Linked DNA regions of Ostrinia nubilalis: region 2 is linked to region 1. The links are chromatin contacts, called in public Hi-C maps. All regions are on one chromosome and are shown on one strand. Each heading gives the region's core, a stretch centred on a gene start, on an enhancer-like site or on the middle of the called end of the contact. The rest is flanking DNA. Distances are from core to core; before and after follow the strand shown. Region 1 holds the start of LOC135083961 (zinc finger protein 852-like). Region 2 holds the start of LOC135083906 (transcription factor BTF3 homolog 4-like).

Region 1 (3,314 bases), core at 504-3,003:
ATGAGTGCAACTAAATTGTAAAATGAAATGTTAATGTTGTAAAATACCTTGTAATCCAGTAATAAAGGCTTATATTATTATTATTATAGTTTCTGATTGATTTGTAAGTAAAAGTTGACCTTGAAAAACTTGACCCTGCAAGTGACAGCAAAATCTATGTTTTTCTTTTGGGTCACTCTCAACTCTAGCTCGAAAATATAATTAACATAGCTTTTTACTTACATCATCACATTTCATGGGGTATTTCCTATAATCGCGTTTTTCTTTCTTGATTCTCTTTTGCTTAGGTTTTGCAGGTTTTCTCTTTTTGTTTTTCGTAGCAGGAACTTCCTTTTTACATTTTCTAGTAAGAACGTCTCGTAGAATTTCTTTATCATCAGAATCATCGTCACTATTATTAAATGAGGGTTTTTCATCGTAATCATCTGTATCTATTTTGACTTTTGTATCGTCGTCATTATCAAGATGCTCACTCTGTATATTTTGGACGTCTATTTTAATTTCTATTTTGTGTACGTTTTCTTGTTTGATAAGTCCGAAATCGTGGACTTGTTTATTCTCACTTCCGTACACAGCTTCTGGATAATAATCTATGGGTGTTAAGAACGTTTCACTGCCGTATACGTCTTCCTTTTTCGTAATGCACACATTCTCCATTGCCTCTACGCTGAAGTTAGTTTTGGCTTTACCATCGTTCTCTTCCCAAAAGCAATAGTTTACGGAATTTTCTTGACAGACAAGGTTTTCGTCTAGCTCTAATTTGTGTCTGTCTATCTTTTTGAGGGATGCAATTGTAATCTGGAAATAAGAAAACATATCATAAAAATCTATAAAATATCCATTTAATCCATATATGCCCAGAACTATTAAGGTCTTAGATTTTTATGTAATTTGGCATATTTACAGATTTTTTATGGGCATCACAAGAGAACATGTACCTCAGAGTTGTTTTTGTACCTCAGAGCAAATAAGGGTTAAGCAGAATTTATTATTCAAGAGATTTTATTTTATTCTTAACTAATTTCACTTGTTGATAAGTTTAAAGTCTAAGGTTACATATCTTCTTAGTACTGTTAATAACTCACTATCACTCTTAAAATTAGTTTGATTTAGGTGTGTTTTTAAAACAAAATGCATAGTAGCAAAATGCGTATTGGTCACTGTACTTTTTGTAATCTAACTGTACCCTGTTTTATGTCTAAGAGTAGGTAGTAGTAACTATCTTCATATTAATAAACTCACTTTTTGTATTTGTAATAAAAAATAGTTAAATTTTAATAGTAAATAACTTACATCATTATTGTTCTCCAATATATCTTTAAGTATCTGTTGAGCTCTCAGTGCTTTTTTTACGAATTTGTAACTTTTATTCAATAGAAACTTGCACATATAACATACGTAGTTACTTGAAATGAAGCCCTGAAATTGAAAAATATATTAGTAAATAAAAACAAAAAATACTCAACTAACTTATGAAGAAGAAGGAAACTAAATAAACAATCTTCAAAATATAATGCCAAGTTGTTTTCCTTTTGTTTGAGGACTTACATGATATCCATTTTGTTTAAATATTTCTTCAATAAAATTTTGAGCGTCCGAGTTTTGTAATTCGCATAATATTCCATCGGATTGAAGGCAAAATCGACATGCTTTCATTTTTGTTCTTAGTTAGTAATAATTAATGGTATTTTAATCCTAAGTAGTATTACTTTAAATGTAAATTATTAAATTGAAAAATGAAATGAAAATACAAATTTTATGGCGAACGAAGTTTTGACAAGTTGACAAAAAATGACAACACACATTCATTCATTTAGCGTTTCGTTCTAAAAACCAATTTATCTTTGGAAATAAATAAAATAATTAATGTCCCTTAAAATTGCGAAAAGTTTGAATCTTTATAAATAATTTAAATTACAAAATAAATAATAAATGCTTCAGTCGCAGAAGAAAAATAATTGACCCTTTATAAAAAAAAGTCTTGAGACATTTGCATGCTTTTAGTTTTCGATACAAATAACAGATGGCTCTTATTGCGTAAAAAGCACAAGGTCTCCAGCAGGGCTGGTGCTGGTACACAGTATTGCACTAGTTACAAGAAAGAATAACATTAATCTATACTCTGATTTTTAATTCGACGGAATTTTGACATTTCAGAAGTGTTGCCAACATTGAAACATTCCCATTATGAATGGAGAGCATTTTCACAAATTAAAAAATAATCCTTTCTTGAATTTAAGGTTTCACTTGAAAAACTAGGGCTTAAAAATGTACTGATCATTTCAAAATGGTTATTTGAATTTTTATTATCATATTTTTGAAGTTACAAAAAAAATTGGGAAATTATTTTTCTATTACTGGACTCCCTGGTCAATAATCCATGGGTTACAAACCTTTTTTATGAAAATCCTTTTATTAATAAAATCTTAGCTTCATAAAATAACCAATTTAACAAGATGCCAATTTTATAATCCAAGTTGATTATGATGACGATAATGATGATTGATGATCAATACATATTTTCGTTTATGATAATATGTTGTTTTACTGTGTTAAAAACACGTTTTTTTCTATTTAATCTCTAAAATGTACATAATGATTAGTGTACATTGAATTCACAAAACAAACGATAGTTCATTCTTGTAAGTTGTACTTGATGAAATTTCATTTCATATTATTTATTAATAATTCAAAGCAAAAAAGGCTGATTACATCTGAATTGTCAAAAAATGACAGCTGTCAGAATTCCGTCGAATTAAAAATCGGACTTTAATTTATTATCTTTCAGAGCAGATATTTAAAGTTGCTTATAAAAAAATACATGCGTTTCATGAAATTTGTCCTATAATAAATATTAATAGTGTTTGTGAACACCCTAATCTATTAATGATAACCTAATAATTAATAATCTATTGTCTTTAATTGATCACATAAGGCCGCCCACCCACTGCTCACTAATTATTGCGGCTATTAAGTATAGCATCAATGTGGAGACAAAGAAACAATAACCAATTACTAGGACCGTAGTAGACTTACTTTAATATTTTTGTATCGGCTAACGAATTTGTGTATCGTGTTTCCTCTTAGTTTTGGAAATTCATGTTTTTCTATTGTATTGAAGCCTTCCACTAATAGGTGGATCGAAGATCTGGTGAAGGTCGCGGGAAGAACCTGGATGCGGGCACCGCAGGACCGGTCGTTATGGAAATCCTTAGGGAAGGCCTTTGTCCAGCAGTGGACGTCATTTGGCTGAAAAACGAAGTAATTATCTGTGGTTGGACGTTTTTGGCTTAGTAAAAATTGAGATTATTTCC
Region 2 (3,258 bases), core at 402-2,901, 250 kb after region 1:
GTGTACTGTGTGCTGTATGTATAAATCGTTCGTTTCAGCCAAATGACGTCCACTGCTGGACAAAAACCTTTGACTTGGAATAAATAATTTCCCCAAACAGTTTTCCACGCACAAGTACATCTGTCACCACCTCGCGCTAAGTGCGTAAAACATCGCGCGTTTTAGCGAACCGCGCTATTGCGTTCGAATTATAAATAGCTGTCAAGTCACTTCAGAAGATGGCGCGAACCGATCGCCCGATGACAGCTTTATACGCCGCCATATTGTAACCCATTTGGTAATGCAGATAAATATTTATTGAGCCGATAACACAGTTTTACGAGTTGATGAGTTCAGTTTATTTTCGTGGGCGATTCTAGGGAAATAGACGGTTTTGCTTGATGATGCGGTCTGGTTAAAACTTTGTTTAGGCAGCCCGATGACGGTTTAGTTCACTTTTTATTGGAAGTTTCTCCATGAAATCATCAAAAAGCTTAAATACTTAGGCTGGGTTGCACTATCTTACTTTAACTTTAACAAACGTCCAAAGTCTGTCAAACTCCATACAAAAAACACTGGTTATGGTAACTCACGGTTAAAATAGGGTGGTGCAACTCAGCCTTAACTTAGTATTGGCAGATAAGTCCAGTCAAAGACCATGGGTGACCCGCGTATGACCCAACAAGCTATTAGGGTTAAGTAACATACATTTGGAGGCCCTGGGCCCTTCAAGCTTCGGACGTTGAATGTTGAAAACGATAATAATATTTCCGACTGAACTAAAGGAACTGCAACTGCTCTTGTAACTACCCTACTAACAACTATTGTCGGCCGTTTGGTGTAGTGGTTCAGAACGGACTACTATGCCGAGAGGTCCCGGGTTCGATTCCCGGCCGGGCAGAAATTGAAATATTGAATTTTAGTTTCTGTGACGGGTCTGGGTGTTTTCTATGTATATTAAGTATATATTATTTACAAAAAAAAGTATTTAAGTATGTTTGTATCCGTTGTGGATGTGGATGTTATGGGTACTAGACCCATAGTACAAGCTTTGCTTAGTTTGGGGCTAGCGGCGCAGTGCAGTGTAAAAATGTCCAAGGATATTTAATTTTATTATTTAACTACTTTTTAATATAATTATTTAATAATTACTGCTGCATGACGATTACAGTTTTTTTGGCATCACTAATTAGATAATTAAAAACCACAAACACTTATCAATCATTTTGAACCCTGCTTGCCGACTATTTCATTTTTCGTCATTTTTCATTTTTCAAACTACTATTGCCATCTAGTGGTTGTCTTGGAAGCTAAATAAAGCACTGGATAGCTCCATCTATATTTTGTCAATTTAACTAAGAAAAGTACTAAGTCAAACTTGTAGATGTCGCTGTACACATTCCAAGACAATGTTTATTTTTTGTTACTAGTAACACTGACACATGTATCTTTTAATTAACGTTCCGTTCCACATTTTAAAGTTCTAAATAATTTTATGGATAATGTTTCATTCATTATTCAGAAATAGAAGAGTAGGTAAATAATATTGTAGATACTAAAATTACATATTTCATGCTAAAAAAATATTTTTGTGGAACACAAATAATTTATTTGATGAGATAATATATTTTCGGTTCTTTTCAAGCAAGTCATTTTATCGTAGAACGGAACGAAGCTTGAATCAAAGCTGCCAACACAAAGATACTAAAATTCAGAAATAACTTGTCGCAAATCCACCATTTTCCCTTTGTAACTTACCGGTGTTCAAAACACGTGCGTACCACCAATTTACATGGAAAACTCGTGTGCTCGCGATTGAAATTATTAACCAAACATCACTAAAAAGTGCGTCGTGTTTCTCTCGACAGGTACGCGTGTTAAAATAACAAAATGAACACGGAAAAGCTGAAGAAACTGCAGTCACAAGTGCGCATTGGGGGCAAAGGCACACCAAGGCGTAAGAAGAAGGTTGTGCACGCGACTGCGGCTACAGATGACAAGAAATTACAGTCTTCCCTCAAAAAGCTATCAGTGAACACTATTCCTGGTATCGAGGAGGTTAATATGATAAAGGATGACGGTACAGTGATACATTTTAATAACCCCAAGGCCCAGGCTTCGCTTGCCGCAAACACTTTTGCGATCACCGGTCATGGGGAGAACAAGCAAATCGCGGAAATGCTCCCTGGCATTTTAAGCCAGCTCGGGCCCGAAGGCTTGAACCAGCTAAAGAGACTCGCGTCGAGCGTCGCCGCGCCAAAACCACATGAAGAGGACGACGAAGTACCTAACCTTGTCGGAAACTTCGACGAGGCTTCCAAACAGGAGGCCAAGGAAGTCATAGCCGAAGACAAGGAAAAGAAAGATGAGAAAAAAGAAACAGAAACCAAAGCTGCAGACAAGAAAACCGACTAAACAACCCATCCACTTAATTTGATCGGTCTAGTTTTTAATTTTGCTCATCCGATGAAGTGATTTTAATGCTAGGGTTTCTAAAGGCTCACGAGGTGTGTCTCAAACTTGTTTTTTTAGTTTGAACTGTTTTGTGTTCCTGAATAAATGTATTTCGAATTTATTGTTTCGCATTTATTGTAGAAATCGTAATTATGTAAATGTGTATTGTGGTATACAATGGAACATCACTTTTTCTTTTTTATTTTACTCGGGCCTTTGGAAATCCTTTATACAGCCATCTCTACTTTGAATCGATAATGCTTGTCTCCTTTTCCATGCACTAATACTTACTGTAATGTAACATAAAAGGGAAATGTGTCGATTTTCTCATAAATAGGCCTTAGCTAAGTGTTGTAATTAACCTATTGTTGAGATATTGGCTATATAGACACATAAATATACAAAATCTATTGCATATTATACATTATTTTTGTCAGCGCACCAGAAAATAGCGATATAATAATATGTATAGTAAATAAAGGTGTAGATCACCTTATAATATTTTTTAATAATGGTATTTTCTAAAGTTGTTGGTTCATGACGTCTGGTTGAAAGAATTGCTTTCTCATTTTAAAAATAAAGTTAAATAGGTTTAAAAAATGAAAGTTTAGTCACAGATTAGCTCTTTAGGATAACAGAGCTAACATTGTATAATAAAACCATAAAAATTGCAAAATGTAAAAGATTGGAGTTTTGAGAATAAAAACTTTGGTCCAGGAATGTTTGTTTTTTTATTTACAATATTACACAATAACATAAAATTACAGTTTGTAGGCATTAAATAAAACCTGTTTATTTTAGGTAGGTAGGTACACATATATTTGA

Evidence for each region. Hi-C and Micro-C count contacts between places; a contact is called where the count stands out from the background.
Region 2: a contact with region 1 is called in a Hi-C map of whole body, with 6 times the contacts expected there. The contact joins the promoter of LOC135083906 here to the promoter of LOC135083961 in region 1. A contact is called at or near these places in 2 of 5 Hi-C or Micro-C datasets (whole body and whole larva).

Annotation. Positions count from the first base shown.
Region 1 is chr24:10,423,925-10,427,238 of ilOstNubi1.1, forward strand. It overlaps LOC135083961 (zinc finger protein 852-like), which reads right to left and starts at 1,754. Exons shown (of 6, transcript XM_063978724.1): 1 at 1,549-1,754; 2 at 1,294-1,419; 3 at 223-798. The coding sequence starts at 1,656.
Region 2 is chr24:10,670,623-10,673,880 of ilOstNubi1.1, forward strand. LOC135083906 (transcription factor BTF3 homolog 4-like) reads left to right here and starts at 1,652. Exons shown (of 2, transcript XM_063978662.1): 1 at 1,652-1,752; 2 at 1,848-3,153. The coding sequence starts at 1,870. The coding sequence ends at 2,394.